3 separate regions of the Mus musculus genome follow, and all the other regions are linked to region 3. A link is a contact called in public HiChIP or PLAC-seq data. All regions are on one chromosome and are shown on one strand. Each heading gives the region's core, a stretch centred on a gene start, on an enhancer-like site or on the middle of the called end of the contact. The rest is flanking DNA. Distances are from core to core; before and after follow the strand shown. Region 1 overlaps Zdhhc20 (zinc finger, DHHC domain containing 20). Region 2 overlaps Zdhhc20 (zinc finger, DHHC domain containing 20). Region 3 holds the start of Xpo4 (exportin 4).

The links. HiChIP or PLAC-seq counts read pairs in DNA pulled down with a chosen protein or histone mark.
Region 1: an H3K4me3 HiChIP or PLAC-seq map of embryonic stem cells shows a contact between it and region 3, with 17 read pairs. The contact joins the enhancer-like site here to the promoter of Xpo4 in region 3. A contact is called at or near these places in 6 of 39 promoter capture datasets (the C10 cell line, HPC-7-derived erythroid cells, embryonic stem cells and 2 more), 3 of 484 Hi-C or Micro-C datasets (bone marrow-derived macrophages, granulocyte-monocyte progenitors and nephron progenitors), 11 of 115 datasets of contacts at active chromatin or transcription factors (the 230-238 cell line, the NIH/3T3 cell line, the SCID.adh cell line and 6 more) and 3 of 9 other capture datasets (adipose tissue, liver and pancreatic islet).
Region 2: an H3K4me3 HiChIP or PLAC-seq map of the SCID.adh cell line shows a contact between it and region 3, with 11 read pairs. The contact joins the enhancer-like site here to the promoter of Xpo4 in region 3. A contact is called at or near these places in 6 of 39 promoter capture datasets (HPC-7-derived erythroid cells, embryonic stem cells, epiblast stem cells and 3 more), 2 of 484 Hi-C or Micro-C datasets (cerebral cortex and nephron progenitors), 15 of 115 datasets of contacts at active chromatin or transcription factors (the 230-238 cell line, the NIH/3T3 cell line, the SCID.adh cell line and 7 more) and 3 of 9 other capture datasets (adipose tissue, embryonic stem cells and liver).

What each region holds. Positions count from the first base shown.
Region 1 is chr14:57,847,180-57,849,967 of GRCm38.p6, forward strand. All of the region lies in intron 7 of Zdhhc20 (zinc finger, DHHC domain containing 20), which reads right to left. Among named protein-coding and RNA genes, the nearest start is that of Mrpl57, 22 kb to the left of the region's middle. Within about 2 kb of position 1,287, at least 8 of the 459 cell types and tissues checked have an H3K27ac peak or open chromatin away from gene starts, as enhancers often do. A contact at or near this core is called in embryonic stem cells, where this site is marked.
Region 2 is chr14:57,864,051-57,866,908 of GRCm38.p6, forward strand. Zdhhc20 (zinc finger, DHHC domain containing 20) reads right to left here. Exons shown (of 13, transcript NM_029492.5): 4 at 1,471-1,591. Among named protein-coding and RNA genes, the nearest start is that of Zdhhc20, 25 kb to the right of the region's middle. Within about 2 kb of position 1,426, at least 31 of the 459 cell types and tissues checked have an H3K27ac peak or open chromatin away from gene starts, as enhancers often do. A contact at or near this core is called in the SCID.adh cell line and bone marrow-derived macrophages, where this site is marked.
Region 3 is chr14:57,663,955-57,666,773 of GRCm38.p6, forward strand. It overlaps Xpo4 (exportin 4), which reads right to left and starts at 1,284. Exons shown (of 23, transcript NM_020506.2): 1 at 934-1,284. The coding sequence starts at 1,002.

The sequences.
Region 1 (2,788 bases), core at 37-2,536, 180 kb after region 3:
AGTCATACCTGAAGAGTAATAAAATAAGACCATGTTTTCTGAAACAATGACTACAGAAGCAAACAATGGGTCCATCATAGCAGGCTGAGCCCATAAACACTCCAGTAATTTATAAACTGTCCCTAGGGGCTGGAGAGACAGCTCAGGGTTAAGAGCACTGACTGTTCTTCCCAGCACTACATGGCATCTTACCACTGTCTGCAATTCCAGTCCTAGGAGATCCAACACCCTCTTCTGACCTCTGGGGGCACCAGGCATGTACTTACATGGTACACAGATATAAAGGCAGGCAAATATCCACCCATACACATATTTATTTATTAATATAAAGTAAATAAGTAAATAAATAATTTAAAGTCATTAAACACCTAATAATTCAGCCATAAAATGAGAAGATGGACTCTTTCCCTAGCAATTTTTTTTGACACCCTATATACATATTCAGATTTCCCTCAACATCCAGAGGAACATGAGTACTTCCATTTCCTTTATTATATATGCATTAAAAACAAGTGGAATGTGATATATTCAGTTCTACTTCTGCGTGTCTCTCCTCCAAGCTGCCCCTGTTCTTAGATGTGCTGATGCCCACCTTCTCAACCTTGTTTCTTTTTCTCGGGAGTCTGTGTAGGTAACTGTCATTTGTAAGAGTTGCCATAAGGTATTGAAGAATGAACAGTTTCTGTCATTCCTTCTTACAGAAATATGGCTAGGAAGAAGCCTTCAAATATTTGCTCTTAAAATAAAACCATAAAAGGGCTGGAGGTATGGTTCAGTCAGAAAAAAATGTTTGCCTAGTATTCATGGAGTCCTAGGTTCAGCCCCTAGCAAGACAGGAAACTGGACATGGTGGTGCATCCCTGTAGTTCTAGTACTCAAGAATAAGAAGCAGGAGGACCAGCCGGGCGTGGTGGGACACACCTTTAATCCCAGCACTTGGGAGGCAGAGGCAGGCTACACAAAGAAACCCTGTCTCAAAAAACACCAAAAAAAAAAAAAAAAAAGAAGCAGGAGGACCAGAAGTTCAAGGTCTTCTTTGACTGTACAGTAAATTCAAGGTCATCTTGGGACACACGAGACTGTCTCAAAACCTGTAGCCTCCCCCAGCCTGAAGCGGTCTGGTACAGACCTTGTTGCCACTGAGGTGGGGCCACCTGCAGTGCAGCTTTCCGACTTGGCTGGCTTCTTTTGAAGTGACAACTGCCCTGCTCTTCTTCAAGATGCTGCTACCCTCAGAGAGGCTGAACCTGTCTTCCTGAGACATTCCTGAATAAGCAACAGCATGGCGACAAAGCACCAAGGACTCGGGGCGGGCGCGGGGGACCTTCCCCCTTTTAAGCACAGTCTCTTAGTAAACTCTCGGGCCTTGATCAGAGAAAACTTGTCTTGGCCGTATTATTTCTCTCACAGTCTAGTCTCTTTCAGCCCCAGCCTGCCTTCCAGAAATACCCGGTTCATGTAGGCCGAGGCATACTACAACAAAAACTGTATTGGCAGGTCTCCTAGGCTTTCACAACAGGTCGCCCTACTTAATTTAAAAACTAGTTAATGGGCTAGGTATGGTACCACATACCTTTAATGCCAGCACTTGGGAGGCAGAGGCAGGACAACTTCTGTGAGTCTGAGGCACTTTGGAATGTATCCTGATCTACATATTAGGATAGCCAGGAGTACAAGGAGAGAGACCCTATCTCAAAAAGGGGGCGGGGTTGAGGGTAACTACAACAGACTGGAGAGATGACTTCTTTTTAAGAAAAAAAAAAGGGGGGGGGCTCTGACTGTGCTCTTCCAGAGGTCTTGAGTACAATTCCCAGCAGCCACATGGTGGCTCACAATCATCTGTAATGGATCTGATGCCCTCTTCTGGTGTGTCGAGAGAGCAATGGTGTGTACTCATATGAATAAATAAATCTTAAAAAAGAAAAAAAAAAAAAAAAGAGTTCTGGCTGCTTTTCCAGAGGTTCTCAGCACCTACCTCAATGGTCCACAACTACTTACAACTCTAGCTCAAAAGATCTGTCTATGGGCTGGGTGTGGTGGTGCACACCTTTAATCCCAGCACTTGGGAGGCAGAGGCAGGTGGATTTCTGAGTTCCGGGCCAGCCTGGTCTACAGAGTGAGTTCCAGGACAGCCAGGGCTACACAGGGAAACCCTGTCTCGAAAAAAACAAAACAAACAAACAAAAAACCTGTCTATGGAATTCACTCACGCACGTGAGCCGTTTTATTTTTTTTAATTTCTGACCAAAGGGGCAGCAAGAAGGCTCAAGAGGTTAAAATATGCTTGTTCAAGCCCAACATCCCAAATTCTATCTCTAGAACCCATGTTTAAAGGAGAACTGGCTTCCAAACGTAACCTCTTACCTCCACACGTGTGCCTGCATGCATGTACACACATCATACGCACAACTATAATTTAAAATTTTTAATTTAAAACAAAAAGTGTTTAACAAAGGAGTTAGAAAGCTAGGAGGGTATAGGTATTTTTTCTGGAAGCACTCACATAAGTAGTGGGAATGGCTACTCACACCCATGTAAAGGTCGGAGAGAGGCAGACCAAGAAAGCTCCCTAGTCAGAGAGCTTCTGCTTCAGTGGGAGGCCCTGACTCAAGGCACTAAAGTGCAAATGGAAGACATCCAATATGTCCTCCCACATGTGTGAGCACCTGCACACTCATGTGCATATACCACACACATAACACACTACACACAGACTTAACTGAAAATCTGTTAGTGTGTGTGTGTGTGTTGGAGATTGAATCTGTGGCCTCAAAAGCTGCATCACTGA
Region 2 (2,858 bases), core at 176-2,675, 200 kb after region 3:
TACTTGAATTCAATTCCTGTTTCTTCACATACAGCCTTGTGATGATCTTGAACAAGTAATTCAACCTGTGTCCATTGACATTATCTACTGCCATCCTGAGTCACACAGTACAAGGACTCCCCCAGAGCGATCACAGTTGGTTTTCCTGCAGTCTGCTAGCATGCTATAAATGGCCATATAGATGTTTATAACTGCACTCAAATGCCTGCAATATGCCTGACTCCATCCCAGCCCTCCAGTGGCCGAGGCAGGAGGATCGGAGTTTAAGGCTAGCCCATGCTTCTGTCAGGAAGTCTGGCAATAACTCCCAACCTAGGTTCTGGTTCCTCTGCTGCTTTTCACTGGTCTCTCAGCTTCCTGGGCTGGTCCTCATTATGGTGACAAGATTATCCCAGGTCTGTATCTTACTTTCCCGTGTACACATGGGACTACAATATCTACCCCATGGGGTTATTGTGAACTTCAATGAGTTCTGTACACCTCAGCACAAAGGAACCATTAATCTGGTACTATCTTGTCTGAACCAATTAACAAGTTATATAACTTAAACAATTCCCTCTAGTATAGAAAGTGACCAGCTCAACAGCATCTCTGACTCCTCTCTATCAGAGAGTTAAACCAAAGTAAAGGGAAGAATGTCTCATCGACCCTGAGGGGCAGTGTCCCAGAGGAAACAGGCAGGCTAGAACCAGGAAAATGAATGGGGCTTGTTAGGATTGCTACTGCTGTAACGAAACACCTGATCAACACAAGGCCAGAAGGAAAGGATCTGGATTACACTTCCACATCGCTGTTCACTGAAGGATGTCAGGGCAGGAACGCAAGTATGGCTAGAACCCGGAGGCAGGAACTGATGTAGAGGCCATGTAAGGGTGCTGCTTACCGGCTTGCTCCACCTGCTTTTTTTTATAGAACCGAGGACCATCAGCCTAGGAATGGAACCACTCACAATGGGCTAGGTTCCTCGTCCACCACTAATTAAGAAAATGCTCTACAGGCTTGCCTGACCTCATTTTCTCAGTTGAAGTTCCCTCCTTTCTGATGATTCTAGTTTGTGTCATGTTGACATAAAACTAGCCAGCAGAGTTCATAGCTTGGCCTCAAAACTCGTATCTTGGTAAATTTTCTCCCCATTGTCTTTACTTCTCCCCATATTTCACACTTTCTTGATTTCTTATTTATACACTGACATACAATAGTTAAATTTAAATCAGAACTTTCAAACGGCAGTGTAGTAGGAACAGGATTTGAAAGCTCTAGCAGAGAAGGCTGAGTGTTAGAGTGAAAACAGGCAACAAGACAAACTAAACCCAGATTCACATTGAACCCCTTTGAGAAGTTGCCTTACATCTGAAATACCACACAAGATGCAGTCAACAGGAAATTGTGGTCAGTCAAGTCAAGCAGATCTATCCTAATAGAAACATGCACATTTAAAACTCCTTTCAAAGTCCAGCCTGCTTCTCTTACCCTTTGAAGCTGATGTGGTGTAGATAGGCAGGTCTCTTGCCGCTCTTCTCAAAATGTCTTGCTGTCTTTCTTGGCTGAACTCCTTCTCATAACGCTCCTTCTCAGAGTTTGACAAGTAGAACTAGATGGAGAAAGACAACGACTACATTTGTACTTCTTACCTAGTGTGCTTTGAAAAAGTTTTACCTGCAATAGGGGGAGGACTCCCAAATAAAAACATGAAAACAAAACAAACTTCGAACTTAACTTCGTGTACACTTTAACAAAAAACCCTACAGATGAAAAGTATTAGCACTTCCTACTAAGGACGGCTTAGCACAGGAACTCCACGATTTTTGCACCTTTGCCTTTTACAGGTGAAATTTAAATCCTTAATAAATCACAGTTTAAAAAAAATGTTGAGGGCTGAGAAATATGGCTTGGTGGTAGAATGATTGCCTAGTAACACCAAACTTTTTTATAACAATTATGTAAGTAAAATTAAAATAATTATGCAACTATGTATATAAATAAGTACATATAACTAAGTAAATATGAAACATTTATAAATAAATGTAAGTTACTGCCAAGTGTCTTTCTTCTCTACTTGCATGTTTATGTATATGTAAACATGTATATATATGGTGTATATATATATATGTGCTCAAGGTGGGTGTATGCACAAGTCTGCTAATGCTCTGTTTGTGGGTGTATGTGCACATGTGTAGAGGACAGAGATCAGTGCTAGGTGTTTTTCTCAATCACTCTTCACTCTACTTTTTGAGGCAGAGTCTCTTACTGGACTCAGCCCATCGTTTTTTTTTGCTGGGATGGTTAGCCAATAAGCTTCCATGAATCAGGCGCCTGCCTTTGCTGCACCAGTGCTGGAGATACAAATGTGATGTGTATATATTCAGTTTATATGCTAAGGATCTGAATTCAAGTTTTACTCAAGCACTTTACCAGCTGAGCCTTCCCCCCAGGCTGCTTTTTCCTTCTTTGTTTCTCTTGTGTAGCCATGGCTGTCCTGGAACTGGAGCTGCAGATCAGGCTAGCCTTGAACTCCTGCCTCTCCTGCCACATGCTGAGACTACAGGCATGCAGCACCATGTCCAGCTCCCTCCACTCTCAAGATTTGTTTCACCTGTTCTTCCCCCAGTGCTCCTGAGCCATAGAGGGAGTGATGCAGATGCCCCTACTTAGAGATGAGCGCTCAACAAATCATTTCTTCTCAGCATTTCGACCAGTTATGAGTCTCTGCAGTAACTGCTACCACCCTATACAAAAAGCAGCTTCTCTGACCATAGCTAAGTTCTAGAGAATTTAATTTTTACAAGGTTGCTATGCTCAAGTTACAGTGAAACCCCTGGCAGAGAGCCCCATGTTTGTCTTTCCAAATGCCTCAATGA
Region 3 (2,819 bases), core at 34-2,533:
CATTTAGTTGTTAAAATGTCTAAATCATTTCAAGTAATAAAATGGACATCTAATTTTAAAAACAAAACAAAAAACCCTACAAATGCAATCGTCATAATTTACAAAGAACGAAAGAAAGAAATCAGGCTGAGCCAGCAAGCATAAGACACACAGTTTACTAAGTAACGAAACAGTATCCTTCTCCTTACTTTTGCTCCCTATGTGAAATCCTGTTTATAATACCGACTCGTCCTGCTCAAACACCCTCACCAAACTATTTCGTGGTAGTTGTTAGACTTCAGCTAATAAGTACCTGGGAACCTGCCACAGAGTCAGTTTTCCAAAACGCGAAACCCACAAAGAGTAGGTCTTGAACCAAGTTTTGCCCCAACGACCTTGGTCCTAAAGATTAGCCTCTCTCCCTCCGGCCGGTCCGTCCACGTGCCGCCTGCTGCGGTTACCCAGAACAGTCTGCATGTCAGGCAAAGAGCTAGGGGACCCGATCCACAAGAGAACGAGGGTTGCTAACAGCACCCAGACTATGCCATCCCTCTCCTAACAGGATCAACTCCCCAGCGTCATGCACACAGTCCCAAGAATGTTCCCTAACCCAAGTCCTGCGGGGTTCACCCTGTGCCTTGCTCTGCTACCCAGTCTGCCTAGCGAGGTATGGAGCGAAGCTGGCGGCACAGGAAACTCTCCATCTTACACCACTACACCCCAGTGCCAGGCGGAGGAACAAGGCGGTCAGGGAAGGAGACAGCACTAGAAAGTAAAGAACCAAGGCAAGAGGAAAGTAGGATGGAGAATCCTGCGCCACGCCACCACCACCTCCACTTCAGGGTTCATCCCAAGGCCCTTCCTGGCCACCAACCCAGCGGACAGCAGGCCTGACCAGGGAGAGCCAGCCGGAGTCCCACTAATCCCCCGTTTCTCCGGACCCGGCGTCCTCACCATCAGAACTTTGGCCGCGTTCTCCAGCTGAGCGATCACTTCTGGGGGCCCCAGCGCCGCCGCCATCATGGTCTCTCTTCAATGACGCGCCATGCGCTGCATTCTGGGAGCAGGCGCCGCGGCCGGCCAATCGCCGCCGCGACCCCGGCGCCTCTCGCGCCTCCCGGGCTGTCGCAGCAGCCGTCGGCGTCGCGCCCCCAGCGGCCTGACGGGACCGCCGATTCCTGAGCAGCTGGAAGGAGACAAGCGTGAGCCCGGTCGCGGCGCTGGGAGGAGGGCGGCGGCAGCCGGCACCGGGCGAGGCCGAGCGGTTGGCTCTGTCAGCCGCGGCCGGGCATCCCGCGCGGGTCTGGGGCCTGCGCATGCGTGGTTCCCTGCTGGGTGCGGGCCGCGAGGTCCTGGACCGGAGCCGCGCAGCCCGTTAGCTGCGGGTTAAGGTTTGGGTGTCCTGCCCGTGCGGGAGCTTCCTCTCGCTCCCATAGGCTGTCCGGTGTGGAGCAGGATCTCTTAGCCTTGGAAGCGCTCTCCTAAGGGTGCGTCTACGCCCAGAATTCATGCCTCCCGCTCCGCGGTTCATTCCGCTGTGAGAAAAGGGCATCCGTGGACGAAATGCTTGGTTTTCTTGATTTTTGAAACCCTCTCCCTAACCACTTGGCTTCCTGAAGTCAGTAAGGGCTCAGCTGCCGCCAGCTTTGGACTTCAGGAGTTTATAATAGCAATGCTAAGTACAGAATCTGCGAGGAAAGGTGCGTTACAGTAACTTCAACGCGCTGTCTTCTCTCCGGTTCTTTAAGGTTTTGTTTTTCAAAGTCTACGTCCAGGAAAGTGATCCCGACATCAGCTAGTTCAATGTTCAAAAGGTGGTCTAGTTGAAGTATTTGTATGTTTCGACCTGACAGCTCCATTTTCTGAGTTTTGTTGACTGCCTGTTCTGCTTTCTGGGGAAAATCCACGTTTTTGAGTTCCTTCTGTAGACTTCCTGGTTTTCCCAGAGATTTGTAAGTCTGCCCTCCGCCCCTTTGAGGTTTTGTGTCTTCGAAATAGAATTGCATTAATTTTTAAATGATTTATTTTTTATTTTATGTGCATTGTTTTGTGTGCATGTATGTCTGTGTGAGAGTGTCAAATCCCCAGCAACTGGAGTTACTGATGATTGTAAGGGTGCTGGAACTGAACCTGAGTCCTCTGGAATTGCAGCCAGTGCTTTTAACCACTAAGCTATCTCTCTATTACTATTGTTTCTATTGAAACAAATGTAAATTCTTCTCTTCACCCCACCCACTCTCAGTGCCTTTATTTATTTATTTTATATGTAAATACACTGTAGCTGACTTCAGACTCCACAGAAGAGGGCATCAGATCTCACTATGGATGGTTGTGAGCCTCGATGTGGTTGCTGGGATTTGAACTCAGGACCTTCAGAAGAGCAGTCAGTGCTCTTAACCGCTGAGCCATCTTTCCAGCCCCTTTTCTTGTGTTTTTAACAGGATTTTTCTATTCACGCTGTAGACCAGGCCAGCCTCAAACACAAAGATCCACCTGCCCTCTGCCTCCTCAGTGCTGGGATTAAAGGCATGGCCAATCGGTTTTTTGTTTGTTTGTTTGGATTTTTTTGACTTCTCTACTATTTTTGAGAAGTAAATTAATGAGATTTTTTTTTTTTTGCTTGAGAAATAAAAGTGTCTTTCATTTCATTACCAGATGACAAAATTAGTTGAAGTGCTGTTAATGGTGGTTTTCCTGTTGAGATTTGTGTGAACAGGGGCCAGCCAAATGGCTCAGCAGATAAAAGAACTTTCAGTACTAGCCTGAGGACCTAACTTCAATCCTAAAGTGCATAGCAAATAGAGAGAACTGACTGTAAATTGCCCTCTGACCTCTGCACT